Regions from separate parts of the Mus musculus genome. Here all the other regions are linked to region 1. Evidence: chromatin contacts called from public ChIA-PET and promoter capture Hi-C data. All regions are on one chromosome and are shown on one strand. The core of a region is the stretch at or near the end of the contact, and the rest is flanking DNA. Distances in the headings are between cores, read along the strand shown. Region 1 holds the start of Oga (O-GlcNAcase). Region 2 overlaps Armh3 (armadillo-like helical domain containing 3). Region 3 holds the start of Poll (polymerase (DNA directed), lambda). Region 4 overlaps Fbxw4 (F-box and WD-40 domain protein 4).

Region 1 (2,700 bases), core at 118-2,617:
GCTACATATGCAGCTAGAGACACGCGCTCTGGGGGTACTGGTTAGTTCATATTGTTGTTCCACCTATAGGGTTGCAGACCCCTTCAGCTCCTTGGGTGCTTTCTCTAGCTTCTCCATTGGGGGCCCTGTGTTCCATTTTATAGACTGTAAGCATCCACTTCTGTATTTGCCAGGCACTGGCATAGCCTCATACAAGAGACAGCTATAACAGGGTTCCTTCAGCAAAATCTTTCTGGCATATGCAATAGTTTGACTACTTTCTTAACATTGAACATGAGAGGTTTGTTCCCAAACAGGGCAGATTTTTTTTTTTTTTTTTTTTTTTTAGTCTTTTTGAGACAGGGTTTCTCTGTATAGCCCTGGCTATCCTGGAACTCACTTTGTAGACCAGGCTGGCCTGGAACTCAGAAATCCGCCTGCCTCTGCCTCCCAAGCGCTGGGATTAAAGGTGCGCCACCATCGCCTGGCTGGCAGATCCCTTAAGGAACCAAAATGTCAAGTGTACTCTGAGGCAAGCCCTTAGAGTACAGGAGGCAAGCCCTTAGAGGCAGGGTTTCCTTGGAAATGCTGATGCTAAGGCTAAAAGGGTCATGTCCCTTACGCACACCGCACACTCTCCATCGCCATAACAAACTCGCCTTCCACTCTCTTCTACTTTTATTAGACGTTTGTTTTCCCTGTGCTTGGAATGCAGTCTTTCTTCTCCATACGTAGTCTGGTGAATTTCATACCACAGCCTCTCCCAAAACAAACGTAGGGCTCAATCAGGCAGAGACGTAACAGCAGGTTTTAACCATATTATGAGGTCATAATGGTCCCAACAGCCCAGGATGAGGCAAACTCAATAAAACAGTTGACTGCTCAATTTAAAACACGGTTAACTCCGAAGACAGGATAGAAGAAACAATGAGTCAGGACAGAGGCGTGAGCTGAGCTCCTTGGCATGGTGTCTTCACAGAAGCAGACGTGGGTCAGGCAGCCCCGATGAGCCAAACTGGTACAACAATCTCCAAAGTAGGTCAGTGTCTCCTACCACTTTAAGAACTAGAAGTATCGTCCCGGCGCCTGCGCATTGAGAGGGTAAACACCTCCTTTCCGCCCCCCCCCCCCCCCTTCCTCCCAAACTCCCCGGCCGGCCGCATTCTCCCATGTTCCCCTCCTCCGGGTGGGGTAATGGTCCGACCCAGAGTGTGGCGCTCATCCCGGAGGGTGGCGAGCCAAAATGGTACGTCCCACCGCCGCACACCTCCGCGGTGTTCACGGCGCCCTTTGTCCTTTTTCTCCCCTAGCAAATAAAGCGCAATGGGCTTATCCCAAGGAAAGGCGGGGGAGCCGGGCTGGGGACCGGTCTGAGCCGGTCTGTAGCGCAGGCGCAGTGCGGATAAACAGGAAGCGGGCGGCAGAGGCAGCGGCAGGAGCTGCTTAGGGACTCCGGTGGGGGAAGAGAGCCGGAGACGCCGGGCTGTCCGGAGGGCGGCGGGCGTGGAGGACGAGCGAAGGCGCCTCCTCGGTCCTCCTTCCGTGGAGACGCGGCGGCTGCCTCGCCCTCCGCTTAGGCTCCCGGCTCCCAGCGCGGGGCGAGGCAGCGGCTGACAAAGGGCTCGAGCCGGTGCCGCCGCCCTTCTCATCCGGGCACTCCGGGCCCCCGCCGAGAGGAAGGGGGAAGGGCGGAGGGGGAGGGGAAGGAGCCCCGGAGGCGCGCGTTCGGAGCCGCGGCCCCTTTGCAGGGCTCCGGGCCTTTGGCCCAACGGACCGAGGCCGAAGGGGAGCGGTGGCCGGCGGCAGGAGGATGGTGCAGAAGGAGAGCCAGGCGGCGCTGGAGGAGCGGGAGAGCGAGCGCAACGCCAACCCTGCCGCCGCCTCGGGGGCTTCGTTGGAGCAGTCGGTAGCTCCCGCCCCCGGAGAAGATAACCCATCGGGAGCCGGGGCTGCGGCCGTGGTCGGGGCGGCCGGAGGGGCCCGCAGGTTCCTGTGCGGTGTCGTGGAAGGTGAGTTGGCCTTCCAGTCCCGCGTAGGTGTTCAGCCTCCGTCCCCGGGAGGGGCGTGCTGGTGACTTTTCCCGCAGTTCCCCGCCCCCAGGACGGGAGGCGTCCGTCATTGCTCACACGGGGTTACGGGGAGGAGACAGACGGTGGGCACACTTCTTTACCCTCCGCTATGTCACGGCTTCGGCGACTCCGGGCTATGGAGGAGCCTGACCCCACCCTCCTCTGGCTTAGAGCCACACAGATTTGTCGGAGGAGGAGGCGGTGGCAAGGAAGGAGCCTGTGGTCCGGCTGTGGGCTTCACTTCTTTGTACCTTGGGATCTTAGTCCGCAGAGATGCCTGCTTTCAGTTGAAATTTGTGCAGCGCTCCCATCCCCCGCCCCTATCCTTGTAAGGGGAAAAAAAATCAGCCCTCACAGGCACGTTTTTACCCGTGAAGGAGCGCAGTCAGCTTATTATATTACAGATTCCTTCAGGCTTAGGAAATTGTTTTGTTTTTATTTTTATTTATTTATTTTTGTTAGCCTGTAAGCCTCCTTCACCTCTTAAGACTCACTTGTAGCCCAGAAAAGTATCATCCTTTAACAATTGCTGTTTTTTTGACTTGGGAGTGTGTGTAAATACCAGTATATCATATCTCAGAGCATCTGTTATGTGGAGTTAGAATTCAGTGAAAGTCTTAATTTCTGTCTTCTCATTTACAGTTGAAAAGGA
Region 2 (2,700 bases), core at 124-2,623, 150 kb before region 1:
GACTCATTTTGAGGTGATAGAGTCTGATACCAAGGGGAAGGCATGGCTGTGGTGCATGACTGTGGCAGCCTAAGGCATCTTTTTCTCAGTGTGTCTGCAGTCAGGAAGCAGAAAGAGATGAATGCTGGTGTTTATCAATTAGATGTAGTAAGAATTTGTTTTTTTTTTAAAAAAACACAGAAACATTATAAGGATATGTTTTTATTTTAATTTCAGGTGTGGGATTTTGGGCTGTTTCAGATTGTCCACAGCAGCTGACTATGATTTGCCTCGTGCACTAGCAGGGGTGTGATATTGACAGCTGCAGATAGTTTCTGCAAGTGTGTAGTGGTTGAATTCTGGGGCTCTTCAGGAGCTGTCTAAATGCTAGGGTCCCGAGAGGCATGTGGGCTGGTGGATGCTGTAGGTTGTGGTTTGTTCAGTAGTTGTTTGCAAAGAAGAAACAAGGAGAAATTAGATATCTTGACTTCAAAGACAAAATTTGCCCAAGGACAGCCCTAGTCAGCAGGAAGTGTAAGAATAATGACACTTCTTTTCCCCTGGATCCTTTTGTCTCTCTTGTCTAGTGTTAGGGGGTTGAAAGGTTGGAAGAAAAAAGAACCCACAAAGTAGCCAAAGTCTGGCTACATTTAGGCTTTCTCCCTTTTCTCTTTTTCTTTACCTGAGTCCTTAGCCCATAGAGTAGTACAGGACACATTTAGGATGGGTCTTTAATTCCTTAATTTAATTTCTTGGACGACACCCTCACAGACATAGGTGGAGGATGTCTTAGCAAGGATTGTCAGTGAAGATAAACTGCTGCTGCCTCCCCATGAGAAGGCTCTTCTGGCTGGGCTATCTAGATTCACATTTGTTGTTCATGGTGACACCCAAGCATGATAGGACTTGAGCTAGGCTAGAGCTAAATTTATAGCTTTAGCCTCTGCTTTCAGAATTCCCTGTCCTTGTCTTTGTCAAGGTAATCCGCAGGGGGCAGTGGTCTCCCCCAGGCTCCCGGTTTGTATTTTCTGTGGGAAGATGGGCTCTTTCCCCAAGGCTAGGGGAGGCCAGAGCTGGAAGCGCTGCTTGTTATCAGTGGGCCTTGTAGAATTGCTTTTCAAAAGTCTTTCAAAGAAAATCTTTACAGGAGTTGTTTTCATAGATTGTAACAGTTCCTAGTAATTGGAGTCTGCAGGCTCTCAGGCATGTCGGCTCTCAGGTCGGGGGTGGGACAGGCCACGGGATGCTTATTTCCAGTCCACTGTGGGAAGAGGTTGGTTTTTCCATCAGTCTTTAAAAGCCAGGGAGAGATGGGGTCTTGCCTGCTCTGCACTGCCAGTCTAGCAGTTGCTTCCCGTCGTGCTGAGCTCATTCCCAGCAGAGCGCAGGCCCGCCTTATTCCAAAGCCTCCTGTGGTTCTTGCACATGCATTGTCTTGCCCCTGTGAGAGCCTCCAAGCTGTCACAAACACAGCTGACTCCTCGGGCAGATGGAGAGGAAGGGAGAATAGGAAAGCAGATTCCTCGCAGTGTTTGTCTCAGATCCCTGGCTTTTAATCTTTTTTGAATTTAATTTTTTCAGAGATCTTTGACCAGTTAAGGGCATACTAGGAAACTATACTCAGTTCATGGCATAGGCAAGGGGTTGAGAGAAAAGCTCTAGGCTTATCACTTTAGCTCTCGAATTGACCTGAGAGTAGTTCATGAAAGTCCAAGGATTTGGACTGAGGCTATGTTTCAGTTGGGCAAGCACTTGGTTCAGTATCTGCCTCTGCATGAAACCACTGTGCCTAAACTCCCAGCACTCAGGGTGGAGGTGAAGGCAGGTGGGTCAGAAGTTCAAAGCTGTTCTTAGCTTCACAGGGAGTTGGAGGGGCCAGTCTAGTCTGGAGACCTTGTTTTAGGGTTTGTGGAAGGAGAGAGGAAGGATTCGTAGGATGCATTATTACAAATGTATGCATCCATGTTTGCTTGCATGCCTGCCTGCCTTTCTTCCCACCTTTCAGCTGGGTGGTGCTGGACACCTTAATCCCAGCACCCAGGAGGCGGATCTCTGTAAATTTGAGGCCAACCTGGTCTATGTGGTGAGTTCTAGAACAGCCAGGGCTACACAGTGAAACTACCTCAAAAGAATCAAAACCAAACCAAACCAAAAAACAAAACAAAACAAAACAAAACCCACCCTCATTAAATTTTCTTATCTTCCTTTGTCCTTCCTTCCCCACCTCCATCCCATATTTCTTCCTGCCTTTTAAATTTATTTATTTATTTATGTGTATGTTTGTGTGTATGAATGCATGTATATGCACATCTGTGTCTTGGCTTGCATATGGAAGTCAGAGGACAGCTTTGGATTGCAGCAATGTGGGTTGCAGGATCAAACTCAATTCATTCATCAAACATGGTGGGTGGCAAGTGCCTACCCATTGAGTGAGCATCTCACCAGCCCCTTTTATCCCGTCTTTCTTGGTTTTTCTGGTTTTTTTTTTTTTTTTTTTTTATTGTATTTCTATCTTCCCTCAGAGTCTCATATAGCCCACATTAGGATTAACTTGGCTATATAGTTCAGGATAACCTCACATTCGTGATCCTCCCGTCTCTACCTCCCAAATGCTGAAGATTGGGCATGTGCCACCATGCCCAGTTGAGTTTTAAATGCAGTTACCACATCTTGCTTTTTCTGTTTTTATTAGGATCAGTATGCCAATGCATTTTTACATGA
Region 3 (2,708 bases), core at 86-2,585, 220 kb after region 1:
TTTTAACTTTGCTATTGTCTGTTTTTTCTATCTGCTCTAGCACAGAATTTGGCACATGGCAATGGGTTCCCTAAATGCTGTAGGGTAGGAGCAAATGAAACCTGATTTTAATTTCTGTAAACTTCAGGCACCTGCCTGTGGATGTTTTAAAGCTAGCTGTTAGCTTTAAAGCCTCAGGAATTCAGACCTAAGGCACCCTGGCTGCCAGGTGGGTGGGTCTGTGAAAGACCTCAGGGGCACAGGGCACTTAAACTGGCCACTTGCAGGATGAGGAAAAGCTGACATCTCAAGCTCCTGTTCTTAGTCATTTAGACCTTAGCCCTTGCTCTATCTCCCCTAAAGATCAGGGGGCAATTTAAAATCCACATCATAAACAAAACATAGTTAGAAAACAAGGACCTGGGCTGGTGAGATGGCTCAACAGGTAAGAGCACCCGACTGCTCTTCTGAAGGTCCTGAGTTCAAATCCCGGCAACCACATGGTGGCTCACAACCATCCGTAACGAGATCTGACTCCCTCTTCTGGTGTGTCTGAAGACAGCTACAGTGTACTTACATATAATAAAAAAATAAATAAATCTTTAAAATAAAAAAAAGAAAGAAAAGAAAAAGAAAACAAGGACCTTAGAAACAACACTGGTAGCCCACCCACTTCATTTTATAATTGAAGAAAATGGGGTCCTAACAACTGAAGAGGTGAATCGATGTTAGAGTTGATCTAAAACCCTGGTGTCTCCTTTCTATGCCATTGGGGCTGCTGTCATCAATAGGACCCCCAAATTGAGCTGCATGGATCCCAGATGACGAATTATACCTGATTATCTGCAAAACCTGGGTTTGGTCTAAAACCTTCCTGGGTTTCAGTTTCCTCGTCAGTCAAATGGGGTGCAGAATTAGCCTCTTGGTACAGCCCTGAGGGACGATGATGAATGTAAAATGAATTATTGGGAAATACCAACAAAACTCTGAGCGGGGAGAGATGATATAAGGAACTCTTGAGGTGGGTGACCAAAGACTTGGGTTCCACTCGGGTCATCTCCCTGGGCCGGTTTCCTCTGCAAAAGCAGGAAGCTGGCATGGCTGTAGGCTGCTGCGACAGGTCCAGCTCTGCCCACCCAGGCTGAGGCCCTCCCTGGGGGAGCGGGCGCATAGAGCCCGCCCTGGGGGGAAGGACGAGGGGTCTCGAGTTACCATCCTGCAGCAGTGCCGTCTTCTCGGCCGACCGCAAAACCTCCAACCAGCTAGTCACCGCCATCTTCCCTCCGCCCAGGAACGCGCCGGGCCACTGCCATGGCAACTACCCGACCGATGATCACTTCCGGATGACCCGGGAAGTATTCTGGGAACTGATTTTTTTTTTTTTTTTTCCCCTCTACCCCTTCCTCCCCCAATCCGTTTTCATTGGCTCCCATGGTGAGTTTATTTCTCTTTGCCGGGAGATTCTAACCTACTTTGGACCGGTCCTGGGGCCGGGTGGGGTGGGGATGCTCCCAGAACTTTTAGGGATCCAGCACCAACTCTCTTCTGGCCCCAGCTGGGAGTCCCTGGTTCACACCAGCTGCTCACAGTGGATGTGGCACGTCTGCTTCGGTCTTGCCCACCTCCAGCTGTGAGGGCTCCCTACATCTGCTGCGGCTGCACTCCACCTCCCTGCAGCTGCGGGGCTCAGACCCGCGCGATGGGGCTGCTGCGACAGGGACAGGTGCGCAGCGTGCCCACAACTTTCCCTGAAGCCTCACTCCCCAGGTTTTCTTCTGCGAATGCACATTGAGGCTAGAGAAAGATGATGCGAGGTTTATGTGACATGTCCCTTAGACTCCAATTCGTTGGGGAGATGAAGACTCTCCTAAAGATGTAGTCCGGTTCCCAAACCCGTCATCATTTTGGAAAAGTCTCTTGGAAGGGGACGCAGAGGCTGACTCTGCGCTATATTCCTCCCCCCACCCCCACCCCATGTTGTTTCCTTTCGATCCACACCTCCCCTACACCCACAAGAATCCCAACCTTTCCCTGGCTTCCCTCAGTACGACTAGGGTTGAAAGGCTGGTATGTGTGTGTGGCACTCGGATTAAATCACTTAAGTTTAACTGGGGTTTCCGAGACCTCTGAGAAAGGGACCTGTTACCCCTAAACCCCACCTCTATGCCAAATTATTAAGGGCTGGCTCTCAATCCTTTAACAGAAAGGCCAGGATCCAGCGCCCTTCAATGGACCCTCAGGGCATCGTGAAGGCCTTTCCCAAGCGGAAGAAAAGTCATGCAGATCTATCTTCAAAAGCACTTGCAAAGATTCCCAAAAGGGAGGTGGGAGAAGCTAGAGGTGAGCCGGTCCACCCTCACACACTGGAACGTTCAGCCTTCTTGTTTTCAGCTAGAGTCAGATTAACAGAAGTGACCTAACCTGTGGCCAAGATCAGGTTGGCCTCAAACTCGAAAAGCAAAACAAAACAACAAAAAAGGAAGTTTGCTGAAAAAAACAAAACAAAACAAAAGCAAAAACAAAAACAAAAAACCCCTGGGGGGTATCGCTAGCAAGCAAGCCTTTAGCCTTTAATCCCAGCACTTGGGAAGCAGAGGCAGGCAGATTTCTGAGTTCGAGGCCAGCCTGGTCTACAGAGTGAGTTCCAGAACAGCCAGGGCTACACAGAGAAACCCTGTCTTGAAACTAACCACCCCCCCCCAAAAAAAGGAAGTTTGTTGTACGTTTGC
Region 4 (2,700 bases), core at 75-2,574, 150 kb after region 1:
GTTTGAGGGCTCTCAGTTACTACCAGCCGTCTCCACAGAAGCTACTAGAACACATGTTTAGGCTGTCCTGGAGATTATGTAAATCAGGAGGGCCCTCTTCACCACACAAGCACGAACCTGACTCTGAGGGAGTTCAGAAAAGGCAAAGGTCTCTTCCAAGCTGGGCAGTCTAAAGGAAGAAACCAGAAGGGCATCTAGTTATTACCAAAGGGTTTGGCTGCTAAGGGCAAGGCAGATGCTAGAATCCTGGGCTTACAGGAAATACTGAGATATGTGCCCTCGTTGGTGGTTTTTTGTTGTTGTTGTTGTTGTTGTTTTTTTTTTTTTTTTTTTTGGTTCCCTTCTCATCCAGAATATTCTCGTTAAATTTCTTTTCTTAGTTTTGGGGAAAGTTCCCCCTACTCTTACCCCACCCCCACTGCATCATACCCACAAACTCTGAGAAACACTCTCTCCTTTTATAGGGAAGAGATACCATGTGATCCTAAGAAGGCAAGACCACCCCCATTCCATCACTGCCCCTTACACTGAAGGAATGTTTCCTTAAGTTCTTCCATCTAAGGTCCTGCCTGAGTGTGGTGTGTTCCCCTTATAGCTCTGCAGGGACCTTGAGAGGTCACTGATCCCTCTAGCTGCCGAGGGATCCCTCTGTGGCTGCTCTGGGGAGAGCCCTGTACATTGGAGGTTTCCCTTCTGTTTGGTTAGAGGCTTATGTCCCTGTGTGTGTGTCATCTGGGGTAGGGTGAGGTGCGGGGGAGCCTTGTGTTAATGGGAGATTTCTAAATGCACTGAGTGCTGAGAGGCTCGGGAGTGTTGATTAGAGTTAAGCCCAGAGTGCCTGCTAATGTGCATTCCTGACTGATAGGGCCCAGATAGTGGGCTCCAAGCAATATTTTTAACCTGTGGAGATATGGAAGCTTAAAAGAGTTAAGCTTTTCTGCTACTTTAGGTGACACTAGGTGCTAAAATTCCCTGCTGACGCGAATACCTTTGGATCCTGGGCATTATGAACAAACAAACAGCAACACCCCCTCTCACTTTGAAGTCTTGTTCCCATTCTCTCCTTGTTTTGCAGTTTTCTTCTTACTCCTCTAATAGTATACATGTCTCCCCCCCACACTGTGCCTTGGTCTTCCCGCAGCTCTCTATGTGCCTAAAGTAAAGTTTTGGTGAAAGATAGGAGAAGGGAAGAGTCACAAACAAGGAAGTTTCTGAGAGAGGCAGGAGGCTTCCATCTGCATTTCCTCAGTTGAATCTCACGCAGGGCTCTGTAACCTCTCATAGCCTGGGAGGAAGAGGGACTCGCAGGGTAAAGGTTGGTGGTTGGGGCAGGAAGTAAGGCCCGTCTCTGTGGCAGCTGAACGAGAAGCTGAAGAGGCCCCTCTGCTCAGACCCTGGCTCTCTCTGTCTTCAGGACAGAAAGGATTCTCTGTTCCCCAGTTCCTCAGTCTCACTCTTCCCACATGGTGTTGGCTTCTTCCTCCTCAGCCCAGGCAATGCCAACAAGCGCATTTCCTCTCCTGTTTCCAGGTATGGCCTCTGGCCTCGGGCCGGCTGGGGCAGTGCTTACACACCATCCAGACCGAAGACCGAGTCTGGTCCATTGCTATCAGCCCATTACTCAGGTAAGGGAGACGTGTTTGGTTTTTATCTCATTCAAGAATGGTTTCATTTTATTAGGTCAGATAAGCTAGAAGTTTTTTCACTAGTGTATTCTAGGTTGCTATGAACCACTCTCCTGGGGATTTAAACATTCTCCAGAGACTTTAAGTCTTTGGGTCTTTCACTATACTTTGGAATTGCGATAACCTTTCCTAAGCATCTGACCAGAAATGTTAAGAGAAAGCTACATACTGGCTATAGCTAAGGGCAGTGTTACCTTTCTGGAGCAGATGTCCTCTGGGGTTGCTCCAACGCAGAGGCTTCTCAGTATACCTGAGAGGCAAGGACAGCAGCTAGCCTGCTGTTGTGACTCACTTCTGCTTTGTTCCCTGAAAATGTCTTCTGGTGTATCCCTTACAGGCTCTGGGTATCAGGAGAGGAGGAGAGGTTTGGGGTCTGCCAACTGGGCCGCATCCATATATGGAGAGGAGCAGAAACAGTGGCAACTTTGTGGAAGGGCAGCTCAGTTTTATTATTTGATGTCTGTGGTAGTTCGCCGTGCATGCTCCTGTTCATGCGCCTGGTTCTCTGGAGACCAGAGAGGGTGCTGAATCTGGAACTGTAGCTACAGATGGTTTTGAGCCACTGTGTGGGTGTCAAGAATCAAACACAGGTTCTCTGGAAGAGCATCTCTCCCCATCTCTCCAGTCCACAACTCTTTAAAACAAACAAACAAACAAACAAACAAACAAACCCCTAAAACCAGAATCAAAATAAGTCTTGCTGTGTAGCTAGGGCTTGTCCAGAACTGATTATACAGCCCAGACTGGCCGTGAGCTAGAGCTTCCTGCCTCAGCTTCCCAATGGCCAGGATTACGCCAAAATGCAGTTATTTCTTCTGCTTTAACTAGCCAGGTGTGTTGGCTCATGCCTGTAATCCCTGTACCTGGGAGGCTGAGGCAGGAAACATTACCCATGTATTTAAGGCCAGTTTGGGCTATAAGCATCAGCCAGCCTAGGACACAGAGTAAGACCCTGACTCAAAAACAAAGCAAAGTATGCAAAATAAAAATAAAAAGTAAAACTGGCCAGGTAGTA

The links. Promoter capture Hi-C pulls out the DNA fragments that hold promoters and counts their contacts. ChIA-PET counts read pairs in DNA pulled down with a chosen protein or histone mark. Capture Hi-C pulls out chosen DNA fragments and counts their contacts.
Region 2: a contact with region 1 is called in a promoter capture Hi-C map of neural stem cells. The contact joins the enhancer-like site here to the promoter of Oga in region 1. A contact is called at or near these places in 5 of 39 promoter capture datasets (the SN4741 cell line, Sertoli cells, epiblast stem cells and 2 more), 2 of 484 Hi-C or Micro-C datasets (bone marrow-derived macrophages and cumulus cells), 11 of 115 datasets of contacts at active chromatin or transcription factors (T-cell acute lymphoblastic leukemia, acute myeloid leukemia, embryonic basal ganglia and 7 more) and 3 of 9 other capture datasets (adipose tissue, liver and pancreatic islet).
Region 3: a promoter capture Hi-C map of liver shows a contact between it and region 1. The contact joins the promoter of Poll here to the promoter of Oga in region 1. A contact is called at or near these places in 7 of 39 promoter capture datasets (the 3T3-L1 cell line, HPC-7-derived erythroid cells, fetal liver and 4 more), 1 of 15 datasets of contacts at CTCF or cohesin (the NIH/3T3 cell line), 3 of 484 Hi-C or Micro-C datasets (CD4 T cells, CD8 T cells and bone marrow-derived macrophages), 17 of 115 datasets of contacts at active chromatin or transcription factors (the 230-238 cell line, the SCID.adh cell line, bone marrow-derived macrophages and 12 more) and 4 of 9 other capture datasets (adipose tissue, liver, macrophages and 1 more).
Region 4: a contact with region 1 is called in an RNA polymerase II ChIA-PET map of memory CD8 T cells, with 130 read pairs. The contact joins the enhancer-like site here to the promoter of Oga in region 1. A contact is called at or near these places in 1 of 39 promoter capture datasets (pre-B cells), 2 of 115 datasets of contacts at active chromatin or transcription factors (effector CD8 T cells and memory CD8 T cells) and 2 of 9 other capture datasets (liver and pancreatic islet).

Annotation. Positions count from the first base shown.
Region 1 is chr19:45,782,220-45,784,919 of GRCm38.p6, reverse strand. Oga (O-GlcNAcase) reads left to right here and starts at 1,367. Exons shown (of 16, transcript NM_023799.4): 1 at 1,367-1,988. The coding sequence starts at 1,790.
Region 2 is chr19:45,936,399-45,939,098 of GRCm38.p6, reverse strand. Armh3 (armadillo-like helical domain containing 3) reads left to right here. Exons shown (of 26, transcript NM_198296.2): 17 at 2,672-2,700. Among named protein-coding and RNA genes, the nearest start is that of 4930505N22Rik, 60 kb to the left of the region's middle. Within about 2 kb of position 1,373, at least 43 of the 459 cell types and tissues checked have an H3K27ac peak or open chromatin away from gene starts, as enhancers often do. A contact at or near this core is called in hippocampal neurons and neural stem cells, where this site is marked.
Region 3 is chr19:45,559,191-45,561,898 of GRCm38.p6, reverse strand. It overlaps Poll (polymerase (DNA directed), lambda), which reads left to right and starts at 1,335. Exons shown (of 9, transcript NM_020032.3): 1 at 1,335-1,413; 2 at 2,183-2,319. The coding sequence starts at 2,208. It overlaps Dpcd (deleted in primary ciliary dyskinesia), which reads right to left and starts at 1,314. Exons shown (of 6, transcript NM_172639.3): 1 at 1,192-1,314. The coding sequence starts at 1,255.
Region 4 is chr19:45,629,790-45,632,489 of GRCm38.p6, reverse strand. Fbxw4 (F-box and WD-40 domain protein 4) reads left to right here. Exons shown (of 9, transcript NM_013907.2): 5 at 1,531-1,625. Among named protein-coding and RNA genes, the nearest start is that of Fbxw4, 29 kb to the left of the region's middle. Within about 2 kb of position 1,324, at least 78 of the 459 cell types and tissues checked have an H3K27ac peak or open chromatin away from gene starts, as enhancers often do. A contact at or near this core is called in effector CD8 T cells, memory CD8 T cells and pre-B cells, where this site is marked.